Linked DNA regions of Sus scrofa: region 1 is linked to region 2. The links are chromatin contacts, called in public Hi-C maps. All regions are on one chromosome and are shown on one strand. Each heading gives the region's core, a stretch centred on a gene start, on an enhancer-like site or on the middle of the called end of the contact. The rest is flanking DNA. Distances are from core to core; before and after follow the strand shown. Region 1 holds the start of COG1 (conserved oligomeric Golgi complex subunit 1). Region 2 holds the start of FAM104A (protein FAM104A).

Region 1 (3,938 bases), core at 809-3,308, 33 kb after region 2:
ATATCTGGGGACATTTTTGATTACCACAGTGGGTGACAGGAGTGCTCTTGGCAGCTAGTTGTTAGGAGCCTGGGATGCTTCTAAACAGCCCACTACACATAGGATAGGCCTCTACAACAAGGAATAATCGCTCAAACCGGTAACACCAAGGTTGAGAAACTCTGCTTTAATGAAATTCATACCTGATTTTGATCGTCTTTACACACCCTAGACCCATATTCCAAATCTCATCTAGAAGGCCTCTCCTTACTGGGGAGGACCCAAGCCTGAAGTGACTGCCTTCGGAATTTTTACCATAAATGTACACAGTTATTCTGGGAATCAACACCCATTATCACACACAAAATTTTTTTTTTTGCCGCACTCACAGCTTGTGGAAGGTCTCCAGCCATGGGACAACACAAGATCCTTAACCCACTAAGCCACCAGGGAACTCCCTATCCTAAAATGCTTTCTTCTGCTACTCTATAAATTATTTACCTTTTTTAAAATCAACTTTCCGAGGATTTAACTCCTCAACTAGATTGTAAGATCCTGTATAGCAGGGATAGGGGACTTCTGATTCTCTGTGCCTTGAACACAGAAGGCACCCAAATTTTTGTGACTGAGAATAAGTCAGATTGAACAGCAATAAAAATAAATGTTTTTCAAGATAAGCATAGTACAAATTAATTTTTTAATAAAACCCTTAAGCATGCCTGAGTTATAGCAAAGGCTGGGAACCTAATGCACTAAATGCACAGTCTAGGGAGGGATAAAATCTCTCATTTCAAAAATTAGCAAAGAATTTCTAGTTTCCTCTGGTTCTATCGCGTTAGCCCGGCTTAATGATCTGGATTCTTCTAAAACCCAGGCTGTATTAAAAAGTTCCAAACTGGAGCTAAGTTGCACTCTGCAATTTTTTTCCTTCCACATGGCTGTATGGCTTCAGAACAAATTCCTTCCTTACCTTTCTCACCCTCTGCGCCCTTTCCCTTTGCCACCCCTAAGTCAACATTCTTCAGCAACACAAAAGGCATTATTAGGATTAGCGTCCTTGGACAGTGGGTCTAATCATTAGTGTTTGGAGGAAAAACACGAATTAAAATAAACTTAGTTTCTTAAAATGAAAACGTTCCTCTCTTGAAAAGATGAGAGTTTGCCATAAAAAAAAAAAAAAAAAAAAAGAGAGCTTGATAGTTGGGTACTATCTTCCAACAACAGGTGGAAAGGGCTATGGAGGTTATTCCCGGGAGCGGGATCGGGGTGGGGGCGCGGTGGGGGCGGGAGGGGGAGACTGGGAGGAGGAAGGAACGGCCTGGGGGGAAGGCGTCAGCCTAGGGGAGAACTCTGTTCTAGTTATAATGTTGGGAAATGCGATATAAGGAACGAGTCGAACTGTCTAGCGAGAGACCCCTGGCGTTTCCATGCAAAGCTGGCAGGAAAAACTCAGTGACCCCACCAGTGAGGTGCGGAACGCAAGGCCCGGAAGCCCGGGAAGGCGCCTGAAGAAACGGCCGAGGGATTTTGGAGAACCGGGCAGCCGCAAGGAAGGGACAGCGGCCGTCGTCCCCCGAGGAGGGAGCGCAGAGAGCGGCGGAGGCTCTTCCTACGGCAGGTGAGGCCCCGCCGGGGGACGCGGGCCGGCCCACGTGAGCAGGAGCGGCCGGGCTGGGGGCGGGGGCCCGGGGCTGACCTGCGGGTCCCGCGGCGGCCGGGGCGCGGCCGAGCCGGCCTGGCGGAGGCGGGCGCAGTACTGGTCGGTGGCCTTCACGGCGTCCACCAGCCCCTCGGCGCAGCGGCGCATCTGGCCGATGGTGTCGGCCGCCTCAATCAGGTCACGGTACCGCTCCCCCACCATCTGCCGCAGCTCCTCCTTCTTGTGCTCAATCTCGGCCCGAACCTGGCGCTCCAGCCCGCGGATCTCCTCCGCTCCATGGGTCTCGAAAAGCGCCGCGGGGTCGCGCAGATCCAGCCGCTTCAGAGCAGGGGAAGCGGCCGCGGCCGCCATGACGGACCGGTCAGCCGCCCAACGGGGCACTTCCGCTCAGCCGTCCCGCCCCTGCGGCCATCTTGGTCGGGGGCGGAAGTGCTTCCGCCCCGCTGCGGCCATAGTTGTTTGGGGCGTATCCGGATGGCCGAGGGGCGGGCCTGGCGATGGGCGGCATTTTTTTAAAGAGAGACTGTGTGGTTGTAAGATCACTGTGGCTGGCGGTATGTCTGCTGGTCCAACCCCTCGCGAATCTCAAGCCCCTCCCAGGGCAGGTGGAGCATCTCCACTTCGGAGTTAATTATCATCCAGCGTCCGCGGTGTACCGCCTCCTCGTGATGCTCCTGTGCCTTACTGGTCCGTCGCGGTCCCCGGGCAGGGGTCTTTACGATGATGGGATTGCACCCTCGGCCTGTCCCTCTCCCCTTGGAATCCCTCGGCCGCCCCTGTGTCCTGGCCAGCTGGGAGCCAAGTGGGCACACATAGCTGATAGTAGGTGCTGGATCAAAGCTGGGGCAGCAGCTTGAACCCTTCACTGCCTTGTGCGGCATCCTTGTTATTCATTATATTCTGTGGTCATCAAGCAAATGCAGTGGCAGGAAAAGAGAAGTGTGAGTTCATTTTTGTTCGTTGAAGATAACTTCCCAGTTGCTCTGGACCAGGCCCGAGCACAGGGACAGGCTGCTCCTTACCGGCGCTGTGTGTGCTCGCTCCCTTGCTTCTGGTGTTCTTTGGTTGTTGGTTAATTATTTGGGGGTGCCGTTTTTTCTTTCAACCAGTGTTATACCAAAGATGTTTTCCCTTGTGTAACCTTACATTAATCAGCACCGGTCCGGGTAGAAGGGTAGTGGGCAGCTGAGGAAAGGACCAAAATACTAAGGAAAACAATATCTTGGGGTGGGGAGGATGCCTAACACAGACTTGGTAAGAATGAAACCTGGAGAGTGTGGCCTGTTTCATCTAAGTATTTCCAAGATGCCTCATTAAAAAAAAAAAAAATTGTATTATTGAAGATTTCACCCTAATGCAGAGCGAATGGTATAATGGGTCCATCAGCTGGGTTTTACACTCACTACCTCATGGTCAGTCTCCTGCATCCTTACCCACTTCCTCTCCCTCCCACCACCTCCATTATTTTGAGGCAGGTCCCAGACATCAAAGAATTCCAATCTTTAATATTCTAGTTTACCTCCCACTAGCCCTTCAGTCTACGGATTGAATTTTGCTGCTGGGTAACCTGGGACCCAGAGAGACAGACAGATTTACTCGTGTGTGTAAATTTCAAAGCCTGTCCACAAAATTATCTGATGTACGCTTCAGGCTGCAAAGTAGGTAGGAATAGTTATTCTATGTGTGACGAAAACCTAGAGAAGCTTATTTATTCCTGCCCAAGTCGCATAGTTAGTATGAGACAAAATCAGCCCTTAGGCCTAGAATTTTGAATTCCTTTTCTGCTCTGTCACATAACTTCCTACAAACTCAAAGCACTCCTTGGTGGCAAGTCTGCAGTCCCATTCTGTAGGGACACTTATCCGTCTGCAGAATGTCTTTCCCATGTTTGAGAAAGTCATTGCTGTATGGCAAGATCGGTTCCCCTTACTGCTAAGCTGGATCAGCCAGTCGGACACAAGGAGTAGGGGCAGTGGAGGCATCATTCTGGTGGTGCCACATCCACCTGCAAACATCCACTCTCGACAGACAGCAGGGACATTGAATCCAGCTGCAGTGCTCAGCTGCCAGTGCTGGCAGTGGTGCTGGTGACAGCTTTGGGCAAACACAAGGCGGTCCTCACCAGAATCGCCCTGAGGCATGTTTTGACTGAGTTCTGAAGGTTAGCGTCCCTTTGTTTCTGTCTGTTCCCTGAGCCTGGTTCCCCACCTTTTCCAGAGATTCTCTGAGCTGTCCAATATCTTATTGATAAATGTCACTTTTTTGAACATCAAGACACTGTCGGTTGCTTGCCCTAGAG
Region 2 (4,012 bases), core at 785-3,284:
TCTTTAAAAGACAAAAACGCAAGACAGAACACAAACGGGAGTGCCCTCGTAGCCTAGCTGGTTAAGGATCTGGCATTGTCACTGCTGCGGCGAGGGTTTGATTGCTGGCCCAGAACTTCTGCATGCCGCAGGTGTGGCCAAAAAATACTAATAAAAACAGACAAAACCCACAAACAGCACATACAAATGCTAGCATCCAAAGAAGCAAATGAACTGGTTCACATGTTGGGTAAACGTTCAACAACTCTTTCCTCTCTCCAACAGGGTACCCCACTCAAATACAAAACTGGCTTATTCTGGAGCAAAAGCTCCAAAAGGAGAGGAAGTAACTTCCAACTGTACACCCTGGAGCGACTTACCCTACCTGTATGGAGCCCCGTCGGCCCCCAAGTGTTGATTCCTCCACCTGCCAAGCCCTGGAGCCAACAGTGCTGTTTCGGGGACTTCTGAAGGGCAAATGGTCAGGACAAGTAGTCTGGGCAGCAGCTAGAACCTTACCCGAAAATTCCCCAAACCAGGCTGGCTGGCCATGAGCAGCAGGTTCCTGGCTGGCTGTGCCAAAATGTGGTACTGAGCCCAACTTGGTTCTGCTCACTGCAAGACAGGCCAGTAAATTGAGGGGTGAGCTTTCGGGGTAAAGAAGTGCAACAACACGCAGAAAGTTGGCCGACTGAGAAGATGGTGGACCAGTGTCCCAAAGAACCAGCTTGCCTGAGTTAAGAATTCAAGCTTCTTTTATAGTAAAAAGGGAGGGAGACAAGCCAAACATTTCTAGGTTTCAGCCTCCAGAGGGAATGTGCTAAATTCTTCCTTCCGGCCATCACACAGGTGGGCCTGGTCAGGATATTTCCTGGGAGCTAAGCAAAGGTATTTTGGATTAATGCTGACTACCTGGGAGGCAGAGGTCCGAGAGGGGCCATTATGCATAATTTAAGTCTACCTGCAACATCCCTTTAGTGATTAACCTGTAACAGGATACAAAGGTGGTTCCTATTACATTAACTGGTTTCTTACCAACACTTTTCTAGAAAGACGCTAATTTTGCTGTTTCTCCTGGATCTGCAGGCCTCACCGTCACCATTCTTGAGTTGGGAAGAACGAACCTCAATTTTTAATGCCAGCCTCTGGAAGACACAATCAGGGAAGTAACTCGACAGCACACACAAGGAATAACTGTGACCAAGTAAATGAGTCCTCTATACAGCAAAATTTGACAGAACACTGTAAATCAACTATGATAATAATAATAAAAAAAAATCAGTGAGTTCTCAGAAGGGGAGTTCTACCTCGGGGTTCCAGAAAGCAGAGAATAAAAACTTCAGCAGCCTCCCGGACGCAGGGCGGATCTTTCAATTATGCTCATCTTCGCCCTCACCACCTAAGCTCTCCAGAGGACTTTTCCGCCCCCAGCCGCCCTACCTGCGCGCCCTTCTGCCCGCTCCCTTTTTCAGGAAAGCGGTTCTGCTACTTCTAGAAGAGTGGGCGGGACCGCCGGGCACCTCCCGGCCGGAGCCGGCCTTCCCGAAGGCCCCCAGCCAGAGGCGCCGGAGCCGCTGGGACGCCAAGTGGGGCTGAACCTTCGGCTCCCGAAAGCCCCCCGCCCTGTCAGCCACCCGACCGACTTCTATCCACAAAAGTAGCCCCCAGACCTGCGGCGGGGGCCATGGGAAATACCCTGGGCCGCCTCTCCTCCCCCGTACAGCGCCTCACCTCGCAAGCTCAACGAGACCAGAAGGCCCCCGCGCCAAGGCCCCGGCGCAGCCCACGAGCCCCTTCCCAACTCCCAGTCCTGGGACCCGGGGCAGGCCGCCCGCACCGCTGCCTGATGCTTCTCAACTATTTTTCTTAATTGTTATCTCACAGAAATTTAACTCGAATACTTGTATCATATTATTATGATATAGTTTAATTTAATTTGAAACTGGCTTGACTTTGAGTCTGTCCCTCCTCGGCCGAAAACAGGCGAAAGCTCAGGCCACCTCTAATGAGGTCTTCTCTCCCAGAAGCTCTTGTCGGCCCGCCCCCTACGAGACCGCCTTTTCCGGTGGGCGGGGTTACCGGTCGGCGCGGTCGGGCTCGCGCCTCTGCGCAGCCGCAGGAGGGCGGTACCACGGCGGCTGCGACATGGGGGGGCGCGGAGCAGACGCCGGAAGTAGCGGTGGTACGGGTCCCACCGAGGGGTACTCACCGCCGGCAGCATCCACCAGAGCCGCGGCGAGAGCTAAGGCCCGAGGGGGTGGGCGTGGCGGCCGCCGAAACACAACACCCTCAGTTCCCTCTTCTCGTGGCGCGGCGCCGCGTCGCTCGCCTCCACCGGCTGCCATGAGCGAGCGTCTCCGCCCCAGGTAAGACCGCAGGGGACCCGCTTTCTTTCCAGCCTCTCGCCCGATGCTGTGTCTTGGGGGATGGATCCGAGCGGGCGCGCGAAGTAGGGGGTCCGAGCAAGCGTGGGCCCTGCGGGTCTCCCTCTGGGTGGGCTGCAGTTCGGGGAGGAGGGGAGAGGGATGTGCGGGTGATCAGGTACCTGGTCCCTGAAGGTGCTAAAGGAGTGAGTCCCCAGGCCCCAGGTTTCCTCCCGATCCCATCTTATTTCTTCCTGTCTTTCCCTATTTGGAATGAAGTCTTGTAGGTCCTGGAGGAGAGAGCCTTAAAGCTTCCCTGTCCTAAATTTAGGCGGGTGGGGGGATGGGAGGAACGTCTGATCTTCGAGAGGGAGCCTTTAGGGCGTCTGTGAGGGGACGGGGCGGGGAACTGCCGTCTCCCCAAGGTCAGAAAGAAGGATTGGGTTTAACCCTGCAGCAGGGAAGGATTAGGTTAGATCGAAGAACTGGTGCCCTGGACGGTTTTGAACACAGAAAGGCGGATAACCAAAGTGGCTTGTGGATTCTCTCGGCTGTACCATTAAGAACTGTCAGGATTCTAAACTGTTTGGATGCGGAGCCGTTTTTTTTTTACTCAGAAGGCGGGAGGTGGGATTATTTCATAACGCACCACTACTTCTCCGAGCCTGAACCTGAGTCTTAGCCTAGGGGGTGTTTTGATTGCCTGACACGTACTGAGGAGAGTCTGGGCCCAGCTGTGATTTCTTTTCCTTTTTTTTTCTGGAGGTGGGGAGGAGAGAGTTGGCGTTGGATCTCAGAATGAAAACGATCAGCTTTAATTAAATCAGAAAAATCCGTCATCGTGAAGTTTGAAATAAAAACTATAGATCACCAAGTCCAATCTTTAATTTTTTCTGATGAGGAAACATATTTAGAGCGCTCAGTAAATTTACCTGGTTTTGTCCAGGTTCACTGCTCTTTCTTGTATTCCGTAATAGTCTCAGCGAGGCTTGAGTGAATGAGATAAGACTGCCTTGGTAGAGGACCCTGGATCTTTTCTTATTGTTCTCTGATCCCATTGACTTTGATTGTAATTGACAGTCTTTCCAAGGACCCTGGTCTGGAGCATAGTAAATTCATGGGATTAAGATTCTGGTAGTGAAAATCTAGGGTTCTCCAAACTTCTGCATATTGATTTGGGTCATGTGGTGAGCGGGAGCATAAAGCCTCTACTTGTAGGTAAAATAAGAGTGGACTAAATATGAAATTAGGAGCCCAGTTTACCAACATGCTACTGGAATTAGTCACAAGAGCCTTAGGTACAGTAAGCATGATCTAACTGCCATTTTTTTCCCCTTGCCAAACCCAGTATGTATGTCTGATAGTCCCTTGGGATGTCTCACATATGTGAAGAAGTCCAAATATTTCTCAGAAAAATATTCCTTTTAGCTGGTACTGTACACAAATAATCTGAATGTGTTTATACTAATAGCAGATTCTTTTTAAAGTTCACACAATCTTTACACGGTGACTTCTTTACTATAAAAGAAGTCATTTGACTTGGCAGGGGTTTCTCTGCACCCGTGTATTGTGCAGTATGTTGGACCAGCTCTGCCAGTTCTGGCTGTCTTAGCATCTCCAAGTCAGTTCAGGTCTCTGGATCTGTTAACTCAATTTTAAGATGAAGGGTT

Evidence for each region. Hi-C and Micro-C count contacts between places; a contact is called where the count stands out from the background.
Region 1: a contact with region 2 is called in a Hi-C map of liver, with 6 times the contacts expected there. The contact joins the promoter of COG1 here to the promoter of FAM104A in region 2. A contact is called at or near these places in 1 of 5 promoter capture datasets (liver), 12 of 47 Hi-C or Micro-C datasets (alveolar macrophages, blood, brain and 5 more) and 2 of 2 datasets of contacts at active chromatin or transcription factors (alveolar macrophages and skeletal muscle).

Annotation. Positions count from the first base shown.
Region 1 is chr12:7,758,481-7,762,418 of Sscrofa11.1, forward strand. It overlaps COG1 (conserved oligomeric Golgi complex subunit 1), which reads right to left and starts at 2,059. Exons shown (of 14, transcript XM_003131245.4): 1 at 1,676-2,059. The coding sequence starts at 1,990. It overlaps SLC39A11 (zinc transporter ZIP11), which reads left to right and starts at 1,252. Exons shown (of 10, transcript XM_021066702.1): 1 at 1,252-1,597.
Region 2 is chr12:7,725,702-7,729,713 of Sscrofa11.1, forward strand. FAM104A (protein FAM104A) reads left to right here and starts at 2,035. Exons shown (of 3, transcript XM_003131246.4): 1 at 2,035-2,345. The coding sequence starts at 2,125. C12H17orf80 reads right to left here and starts at 1,970. Exons shown (of 8, transcript XR_001299773.2): 1 at 1,711-1,970; 2 at 1,015-1,124; 3 at 499-594.